Regions from separate parts of the Mus musculus genome. Here region 2 is linked to region 1. A link is a contact called in public HiChIP or PLAC-seq data. All regions are on one chromosome and are shown on one strand. The core of a region is the stretch at or near the end of the contact, and the rest is flanking DNA. Distances in the headings are between cores, read along the strand shown.

Region 1 (5,022 bases), core at 1,853-4,352:
TCAGAGGTTCAGTCCATTATCAAGGTAGGAAACATGGCAGCTTGCAGGCAGATGTGGTGCTGACGGAGTGGCGTGTTCTACATCTGGGTCTGCAGGCAGCAGAGACACTGGTACTGGCTTGAATATTTGAAACCCCAAAGTCCGCCCCCTATGACCACTTCCTCCAATAAGGCCACACCCCCTAACCCCTGTCCAGTAGCACCACTCCCTAATGGCCAAGCATTCAAATTTATGAGGCTCTGGGGACCATTCCTAGTCAAATCCACCACAAAAGTAAAGCCCAACTTTCCACTACACTGTACATTTCCATTCTTAAAGACTGGGTTGAAGAACAAGAATTCTGTTCTATCCCATTCTTATATGAAATGTTTGATACCTGATGATAAGATTTTATCCAAATTTTCCTACTTAAAGCTAAAATAGATCCCAATGCTAAATTTGCATGCTTTTGGACTGATTTGAAGTCTTCCTCTGCCAGAAAAGCCACCATCGCAGTAGTAGGAAAAATTCTATTACAAAGACTTATTCATGGTGCTGGAGAGATGGCTCAGTGTTTCTGAGTGCTTGCTGTTCTTTCAGAGGATTTGAGTTTTGTTCCCAGCACCAGGTCTGCCAGCTCACAACTGCATACATCTTCCGCTTCGAGGAATCCAAACTCCCCTTTCTGGCCTCTGCTGGCACCCACATACATGGGACATCTATAAGTTCCCAAAGTGACATGTGTGTGCGCCAAAGTCCCCCCTCCCGCCACAATAAAATAAATCTTTTAAAAATTTTTTCAAGATAGGGTTTCTCTGTGTAGACCTAGCTGTTCAGAAACTCACTGTCTAGACTATGCTGGACTCAAATGAACCACCTGCCCCTGCCTCACTAGCACTGGGATTAAAGTTGTTGCACCATCAACACACCTAGCTTAAAAATAAATCTTAAAAGGGGATTTTGCCACTTGGGCCAATCCTACTCAATAAGTAAATGTATTCATTGTGCTTATACCTGGGATGGATTAAATGGACATGTGGCACCAACAAAATTAACTGTCAGAAGTGACCAAAGCTCAGAGCTTTATTGTAATAGTTTATCTATTTTATATATTGGTGTTCTGCCTGCATGTATGTCTGAGGGTGATAATCCCCTCAAACTGGAAGTATAGACAGGTATGAGGTATCATGTGGTTGCTGGGAACTGAACCGTTGCCCTTTGGAAGAGCAGCCAGTGCTCTTAACTGCTGAGCCATCTCTCCAGGCCCTAGTGTTTGGCTTCTTTAGCTAAAAACATTCTCATTTGTTTTTCTAAGTTTTACCCCCATTGGAAACCATGACATACTTCTTTATAAAGGGACTCTTATGAAACGGACCAAGCCAAGAGCTACCTACATAAGCCATCTCTCCTAAAGGAAGACATCACACATTATAAGGGATGTTTAGTATGGTAATTAATAAGTTAAGACTTGGTTATAGAGAGCTGGGCATCGTGGTGCATGCCTTTAATCCCAGCACTCGGGAGGCAGAGGCAGGTGGATTTCTGAGTTCGAGGCCAGCCTGGTCTACAAAGTGAGTTCCAGGACAGCCAGGGCTATACAGAGAAACCCTGTCTCAAAAAAAACCAACCAACCAAAGAAAAGACTTGGTTATAGAAAATTTTCATGGTGAGCTTTCAGAGGACAGGGACTAAGTGAGCCACAGCTAAGATCAGATGACTCTGTTGGGAAAGACAACACAGCGAATGAACAAAGACCAGGCCAGCCTGGATAAGAAGGGTCCTACAAGTAGTTAACTCCTCAGGTGCTGCAGAACATCAGGACTTAAGCACATGAGTCTTATTTCTCACTTCCCACGTGGGCTGATTCTCCTGGGGAACACATCCACATAGGTAGCAGGCAAGCTGGGGACTCGACAGCTTTACACGTTTTTCATTCTCCCACAGCACACTGTTAAGATCTTTCTTATTTAAGAGCTTTGACATCCCCAAATCATATACTAAAACCAAATCTCCATGTGAAAAAAGATTCAAAAAGTTTACTAACTTCATAGAAGGGTTGTCGTTCAGTATAATTCAGAAATAATCCAGTTTTTAAATGAACACAAACCTCTTTTAAATCTTCCAAAGAAAACTTCATGGGGTGTGGGGAGGTATTTCTATTTACATTCAAATTCCTACAACCAAATAAATACATAATCATCTCCCTAGTAATAAAAAGGGGACACAATAACCAGTTCCAACCACGTGGATAACAGTGACTTACTGATAATAAAGCAGGTAAAAATATAACAAATTAACAATCTGGGCAGTAACGCTGCTCTATTCACTCTTATTAATAAGAGATATACTAAAATTCCAGGTGATTTTTATCCAAACCTTACAAGACCACTAGTTTCCAACGGTAACATTATGGGGTTTTTTGTTGTTTTAAAGTCAAACGGACTCAATATTAGAGCCAAAAAAAAAAAAAAGAAAGAAAAGAAAAACCCTCTTTGGAGGCATAATAGTCTATTTCAGAACATGCTGTATTTGCTAAAAATACTAAAGGACATACCTTTAAATTTTATGTTAGAAGTCCAGTGTGGCGGTACATGGATTTAGTTCCAGTACCAGGGAGTCGAGGCAGGTGGATCTATGTGAGTCTGAGGCCAGCCTGGTCTATAAATCAAGTCCAGAACATTGAAACCTGACTCAAAAAAATGAAAACAACAACAACAACAAAACAACCCAAAAAACTGACAAACAAAACAAAATGTTGAAAGACAGGATATATTGATAAAGTGTTAATTGAAAAAGAAAGACAATTTGTAAGGAGTCGTAGCACATACCTTTGATCCCAGCACTTGAGAGGCAGAAGATGAATCCCCATGAATTTGAGGCCAGTCTGATCTACATAGCAAATTTCAGGCCAGCCAGGGCTGCAGAGTTAGACCCTGTCTCAAAAACAAAACAGAAACAAAACACCCACAGAACCAAAACCCAACAAAGAAAGTCTAAAAAGTGGGACTTGGAGCTGGAGAGAGTTCAGTGGGTCAGAACACTTCCTGTTCTTTCACAGGACCTAACTTCCTGGCACCCCACCCGCTGGTTCTCAACCATCTGTAACTCCAGTTTCGGGGAATCTGACTCCCTCTTCTGGCTTCCCTAGGTACTACACGTACATGGCAGATACGTGTGCACTCACTCATATACATAAAGTAAAAGTAAAAAAAAAAAAAACAAACAAACAAACCCAAGTTATAACCTGTGGTGGCTATTCCTGGTTGTCAACTTGACTCTATCTGGAATGAACTGTAGTCCAGAAGTGGAGGGCTCACCTGTGACCCAGATCTTGAGGCTGGAAGATACAAGTTTCTGACCTGGATCTTGACATGGAGATCTTGAGGCACAATGGCCATGAAAAGCTTAGTAAGTAATTCCAGGAGACTGAGGCAAGCAGACCTCTGAGTTCAAGGTCAGCCTGGGACAAAGCAAGTCTCAGATTCCAGGGGTGGTGGTAAACACCTTTAATCTGGGCTACACCTTCTGTTGGAGGCCTACATAAGGGTATTGGGAGAAGGAAGACTCACTCTATACCTGCTTGCACCTACTAGCCAGCACATCTGTGGGAACCTACTTCTACAGAAGAGCAGCTCAAACAACTAACCCGAGGGACTGAGCAACTACTAGATTCTTGGACTTCCCATCCACAGCTGCCCATTGTTGGGTTAGTTGGACTAGAGAGTGTAAGCCATTACAATAAATTCCCTCAATCTCTCAATATAGAGACCTTCCATAAGTTCTGTGACTCTAACCAACCCTGACAAACACATGATCTGAAAGACTTTAAAGGCCCATGTTTTCTGATGAAATGAATCCTCAGGGGTCCCATAGTACAGTTAACAAGAATTGAAAACAAAAATACTAAACAATACCTGTGTTATGGGAAGTAGATGAAAGAGTAGATTGGAGCCTCCTTTTCTTCTCTGACAATAGAATGTTATGTTCACAAAATCTATAGAATCCTGACTTCTCACAACTCTGGTTTCCTATTTGTATCTCTGTCGCTACTATTTAGTACATGGAGAAAGGATAATTTTGTTGGGTAAAATTTAGAACTACAATTCTAATTTCTTCTGTAATGACTGGAAATTTGCTTCCCCCAACTAGTATCTGATCATAGTAAAATAAGCAAATGAAATCACTTGTCATAATTATCTGTACACGAAAGGCTGTTCCCTAAGATGAGAACTGGCTACTCCCCATGAGGTTGTGGTTATAGAATCCAACTGACCAGAAGACTAAAATATTAAGCCGGGCATGGTGGTGCATGCCTGTAATCCCAGCACTTGGATCTCTGCGAGTTCAAGGCCAACCTGGTCTACAAAGTGAGTCCAGGAGAGTCAGGAGTACACAGAGAAACCCTGTCCTGAAAATAATGATAATTTCAAATATTACAAATAGCAAATAAATGTATTTCATAGACTATAAATGACAGATGAAGAGGAGACTTACACCTGGGATAGGGTGTGATTTTTAGAGGGTGTGGTGAATGCCTGTAATCCCAGGATTAAGGAGGTAGAGGCAGGAGAACCAAGAGTTCAAGACCATCCCTGGTTCACATCCAGTGTGAGGCCTGACTCTAACTATGCTATGCACTTGGAGGGAAACGGTTTCTTCTTTTCTGTCTTCTTCACTTGAGACCAGATCACAGTGTTGGCCCTGGTGGAGCGGAGGTGAGACGCATGCACCGCCACACCCTCCTTTGCCCCTTTGCTTTTAATTTCTATTCCCTGGGTTATCACTTGAGACTAAGAAACATTTTGTTTCTTGGCCTAGGTGAACTGTTTCTGTTTTTGTTTTGGAGACAGGGTCCGTGTAATCTTAGCTGTCCTAGAACTCACAGACTTTTCTGCTTCTGGCTCGGCTGCTATTAAAGGCGTGTATCACCATGCTGGGCTAAATTGTTTCTTCAAAGGATCACTTGTCCTCAGTTGAAACTTTGTACATAGTGTTATACAGTTACACTGTGTGATTCCTGGCTCCCCCCCTCCCCCCCCTTAT
Region 2 (5,640 bases), core at 898-3,397, 74 kb after region 1:
CTCTGTTTAAATGTATTTTTACTTTTGAGAAAGCTCTTGTTAAGTTCTAGCTTGAGACTTGCTGTGGTAGGTCAGGTTTCCTCAAACTCACAGATGTCCCTTGCCTCTGCCTGCTGAGGGCTAGGATTGAAGGCCTGTGCCACCACTCCTGGCTATATGCTTTCTCTTGAAAAGTAGGACGCTGAAGAGAACAACCTGTACTTCTTTTCATTTTCATGTTACTGGATTGTCTCCAATAGGATGTTGCACTGACCAAAGATTCCATAAAAACCAGGATAGGCTTTAAAGAAAGGCTCTTAAAACAAACACACACGATAATATTTACTATTAGCACAAAGTAAAGTTACAATGTAATGCAGGAGTATAGTGGACATATTAATTCTTTCACTATTCACATATTGTCCTTACATTTCCCACTTGTTTGAGAAAGACCAATTTCTCCCGTTAGTTAGGTTAAATAACTTCTATTTAAATACAATGGTAAATTAGGTAACTTTTCTGTTTATCTTTTGAGAAAGAACCTGTAAAATTGGGTCTGATCATTAATGCAACCAATTGAAAGTTCGTTGCTCAAGTGTGTGTGTGTGTGTGTGTGTGTGTGTGTGTGTGTGTGTGCGCTGGCCAGTGAGCCCTAGGGAATAGCCTGTGCCCACATCCCCAGTGAGTCCCCATCGCCACCATTCTAACCCCACAACTCTTGACTTTTATGTGGAGGTTGAGAGATGATAAAGTCTTGCCAAGCATTTTTTTTTTTTTTTTTGGCAAGCACTTTCTAGAGTAAGCATTTCCTAGGCCTCCACTTGTTACTTTTTATTGAAATGAGGAATAAAAGACGTATGGGTTCTTTGTTCCTCTAAATTGGCTAAATACTCCAAGAAATCTTGTTTAAGATTTTTTTCAATCAAAATTTGAAAGAGAAATTTTTTTGGTGTAACTAGCATGTTTTTCATTCCAAAGGATTAAAATGAGAGAACATTTCAGCTAAAATCCTTATGTTTTTAAAGCAGTTAGTGGTTTATTAATAGGGCCTGAGTCTCTTGCATCTTTGATTCCCTTTGGACTCCTGGGTGTGAGTATTAAAGAGTGTCACATGAGCAGAGATCTACATGCATGAAAGCCTCATTAAATTTTTACTGGTAACGTGAGATGAGAAGGCTCTGTGCTGACCAGCTGTATTTTGAACTCAACTACAGACATTAATTATGTATACATGGAAAATTATTTAGAACAATTATAGGCTGTTAGACCTTTGCTTCCTGTTATAATTCTAGATAAATTAGAGCATGATTATAACCAATTATGTTGTTTCAGTTATCATTCCCAAGTGATCCAAGCCTTATTCTATGATCCCTGGTGGTAGACTGTTTCATAATTCTAGTAAGTTATGTGGTTTGCTCTTTATGAACTTCTGTGCACAGTACTAGGTAGAATAAAATGGAGACCCCTTTGAGGTGTCTTATAGGGCACTCTCTGAGTAGATCTAGCCAGTTGGGTTGCCTGGGTCAAAAGGACTGTTTCTTAAGCCAGGGACTGTTAACACTTTGGGAGCTGAAAGGGAATTAGAAGAAAAAAAGACACAACACGGGACTTCTCTTTTAATACAAAGGAATTATATGTTCTCATCTATCCTTCTAGAATTTGCTCGGATGATGGTGATGGGAAACCTTTTAAGAATCTCTTCTACTTTGAGAATTCAGACATTTACTCATTTTTCAGGCAGCATCTCTTGTAGCCCAGCTGGCTACGAACCGAGGATGACTCTCACCTTCTGATCCTTTCTCTGTGTTGGGATTACAGGAGTTAGCCACTGATCTGCAGAGAGAATTTCAAAGCCTTTGTAAGCAAAATTATAGCGACCGCTTTGATATTTACGTTCAGGTTACTTGACGTAAGTGGGAAAGAGAGAATGACGAAAACAAGATATATGCAATCTAGATGCTGAAGTGGACCACGATGTAAATTATTAGTTCTAAAGAACGCGGTCTGGAGGACCAAACGCCCCAGAGAAGACGGTGATGAAGACGGTGACAACGCACTCCCCGTCCTACAGCCCGCTCCGCTTTGGGAACCTGGCCTCCGCTGCGGCTGAGGGCGCCGGGTGATGACGTCACCGGGCCCCGGAGGCGATTGGCTCCCCGAGAGGGGCGTCGGCAATCAACGGGACCCAGAGCCCTCGCCGAAGTCCTCGCGATAGCCGCGGCCTCGGTGCGGGGATGGCCGCAGAGCCGGGTGGAGGTGCTCTGCGGCTCCGGGAGCCGGCTCTCGGGGCCGAGACATGGCCCGGGGCTCCGGCCAGCTAGGCGGGCCTCATCGGGACACCGTCACCATGCCCAAGAGAGGAAAGCGGCTCAAGTTCCGGGCCCACGACGCCTGCTCGGGCCGAGGTGGGCGAGGGGCGGGGCCGGGCTGGGCGGCCAAGGCGGGCTGGGCGGCCGGGGCGGGCGCGGCGGGACCCGGCGGGGAGCGGTGGCGGAGACTTTGCCTCGAGTCTGAGGAGGCCTTGGCGCTTTGCTCTGTTTCAGTGACCGTGGCGGACTATGCCAACTCGGATCCGGCGGTGGTGAGGTCTGGACGGGTCAAGAAAGCCGTGGCCAACGCTATTCAGCAGGAAGGTAGGCTTTCGTGGGTCTTTTTAGGCCCAAGCTTTTAAGAGACAGCATTGGGTGTTGTATTTACCTGGAATTGCGTCCCGGTGTTTTTTCTACTGACCTTTGGGTCATGAACGTGTTTGCTCTTCCCACTGTTTACTTTCTCGTTTCGTATCCTGGATGGGATGGGTGTGTGTAGCCAGGATCAGCAGGTTCCGGAGCCGAAATGGTTTTGTTTCCTCTTTGAGTTAAAACCAACTTTGTGACCAGCTGCGGTGGGCATTCCTTTAATCTCAGCATTGGGGAGGCAGAGACAGGTGGATCTCTGTGAGTTTAAGGCTAGCCTGGTTTACCTAGCAAGTGTGAGGTCCTGTCTCAGAAGAACCACCAAACCAAAACAAGAACAAAATCCCACACAACTTTTTGTACTCGTTAATTTCCACTGCCACTCCTTGATACCAGTCCCCCCCCCCTTTTTTTTTTTGGTAGTTTGTGCATATTTTACCATGCAGTTGACTTCCATTTCTTTGGCATATTGGGTTTTTTGTTTTTTTTTTTGTTATGTTTGTCTTGCTTTCAAGATTTTTGCAGATGGGACCAAGTGCGTTTCATTCTCTCCTTGTTTCCTCCTAGTAAAATCTCTTTGTGGCTTGGAAGCGTCCCAGGTTCCTGCCGAGGAGGCTCTTTCCGGGGTGGGTGAGCCATGTGACATCCTGGACAGCAGTGATGAGATGGATGCCCAGGAAGAAAGCACTCAGGAAAGATCAGTCTCCAGAAAAAAGAAGAGCAAGAGACATAAAGGTACGGGTTGCTTTCCTGAGCACTGAGCTCTGTCTGTGGTGATGGATGCTGTCGCTCTTCAATGTGAGGGGAGATCTACAAGGAACTAGTGATTGTCGGTGATAACCTTTTTTTTTTTTTTTTAAAGATTTATTTAGTCTGTGTGAGTACACCATTGCTGTCTTCAGACACACCAGAAGAGGTCATCAGATCCCATTACAGATGATTGTGAGCCACCATGTGGTTGCTGGGAATTGAACTCAGGACCTCTGGAAGAGCAATCAGTGCTCTTAATTGCTGAGCTTTCTCTCCAGCCCCATAACCTTCTTTTCCATGATACAAAAATTAACAGCAACATTAGTTACACTTTTTAAAATTCTGTTAGGGATGTATACATACATATTATATGTGTGTGCGTGTGTGTACACATTTTCCAGAAAATTTCCGACTTAACGTTTTAAGTTTTGTTTATTTACTTTTTTTTTTTTTTTTTGAGGAACTGAATATGAGTGTCTGCATGTATGTGTGTGCTTCACTTGTATGCCTGGCACCCTCAGGTCAGAAGGGGTCGTTAGATCTGTCACTGGAGCTGTGAGTTGGATGGTTGGATGGATGGTTGTGAACTCTGATTTGGGTTCTGAGACCCACCACACCCAGGTCTTTTGCAAGGGCAACAACTTCTAAACCATCTTGGCTTTTCAAGACAATATTCTCTTCTCTTCGCTTCTTTTCTTTCCTTCTCCTTTCTTTTCTTTCTTTCTTCTTTTTTTTTTTTTTTTTCCTTGAGATAGGGTTTCTTCATGTAACAGCCCTGGCTATCCTGGAACTGCTTTGTAGACCAGTCTGGTTTGTAGGTCTCAAATCCACGGAGATATGCCTGCCTTTGCCTCCCAGATGCTGGGTCTTAAGATATAACGTACTTTTTCTGGTCTAATTTCTTTCATATGGCTTAAAAGTATTTAAGGTTCATCCATATGGCATGTGTACCAGCTTTTATTGCCTTTTACTTGACTACTTTGTGTTATGACTTCAGGGATAAGTCTTGCCTGGGTAAATGCTTTCATTTCTAGTAGGTAATGAGTGCATGAAATTTCTGGATTGTATGGCAATCTGTGTGTAAGTTTTTGAGGAATCAGTGAAGTGGCTGTGCCATTTGGTGTTTCTAACAGTAGCATAGGAACATTTTTCCCTCCGAGACAGGGTTTCTCTGTGTAGCCCTGGTTGTGCTAGAACTGACCAGGCTGGCCTTGAACTCAGGGATCTGCCTGCCTCTGCCTCCTGAGTTCTAGGATTAAAGGAGTGTGTCACTATGCCTGGCTTTTCTTTGCTTCTTCATTTTAAATTAAAATATTGCATTATAAGACTCCCTTCACATAGTCAGGATCTAATCACTTACTAGACAAGTGATTTGTGGCATGTACACTCTTGAACATCATTTCTCTTTTATTTTGCTTTATTTTCTCTCTATTAAGGTACATCTACTTTGATTATTTTCTCTTAAAAATAATTTTAAAATTTCTTTGTCTATCTGTTTATTTTGACTGTGTGTGTATAGGGGGTAGGATAACAGAGTTGAGCATACCTGGGTGTAAAGGTGGAGATCAGAGGACAGTGTGATAGTTATCTCCTTCCATCATTGGAGTTCCAGGGAGTAAACTCAGTCAGGTTTGGCTGCAAGCACTGTTATCTGCAAAGCCGTCTGGTTGTCCCTATCCTTTAGTTTTTAATGAAGTCGTTATAACCACTATGCAACAGCTATAAATTCATTACTATTTATGTTTCAATTTTGAGCAATTTCTATATATCATTATCTCTATAATGTTTTAGTGTCATACCCTCAAAAGAGAGATAGTTTTCAAAAATACTATTGTTAGCCAGCAAGTAATCTCAGGAGGTGGAGGCGGACCAGGAGTCCAGGGCCAAGGTTAGCTACATGTTGGAGGCTAATCTGAGTTACATTAGACCCTGTCTGAAGAGCTAAAAATCCAACAGACCCGGAATGTTCCAGAGATCCCTCCATGGTTAAGAGCACTGGCTGCCCTTCAGAAGACCCCTGTGGACCCATCACCCACATGGAGGCTTACGTCATCTGTACCTTTCCTTCTAGTGGAGCCAGTGCTCTCTTCTGTTCTTGGGAGCAGCTATGCAAGCGATGCAGACACACACATGCCTGCCTTTTTCAAGTTGTGTAGTGTTGCGCCATCTCCCTATCCCTGAGACATACAACCTTTAGCTTTAGTCAGCTTTGTAAAAGTCCCGATGAGCCCGGTGT

Evidence for each region. HiChIP or PLAC-seq counts read pairs in DNA pulled down with a chosen protein or histone mark.
Region 2: a contact with region 1 is called in an H3K27ac HiChIP or PLAC-seq map of embryonic stem cells, with 49 read pairs. The contact joins the promoter of Tmem183a here to the enhancer-like site in region 1. A contact is called at or near these places in 5 of 39 promoter capture datasets (embryonic stem cells, epiblast stem cells, erythroid cells and 1 more), 2 of 15 datasets of contacts at CTCF or cohesin (embryonic stem cells and large pre-B cells), 53 of 484 Hi-C or Micro-C datasets (CD8 T cells, DN3 thymocytes, the G1E-ER4 cell line and 31 more), 26 of 115 datasets of contacts at active chromatin or transcription factors (the 230-238 cell line, the HPC-7 cell line, the NIH/3T3 cell line and 17 more) and 4 of 9 other capture datasets (adipose tissue, embryonic stem cells, liver and 1 more).

What each region holds. Positions count from the first base shown.
Region 1 is chr1:134,433,656-134,438,677 of GRCm38.p6, reverse strand. No RefSeq gene overlaps it. Among named protein-coding and RNA genes, the nearest start is that of Klhl12, 19 kb to the left of the region's middle. Within about 2 kb of position 3,102, at least 26 of the 459 cell types and tissues checked have an H3K27ac peak or open chromatin away from gene starts, as enhancers often do. A contact at or near this core is called in the G1E-ER4 cell line, bone marrow-derived macrophages, differentiating embryonic stem cells and 2 more, where this site is marked.
Region 2 is chr1:134,358,506-134,364,145 of GRCm38.p6, reverse strand. It overlaps Tmem183a (transmembrane protein 183A), which reads left to right and starts at 2,147. Exons shown (of 8, transcript NM_020588.2): 1 at 2,147-2,384; 2 at 2,523-2,612; 3 at 3,222-3,389. The coding sequence starts at 2,276.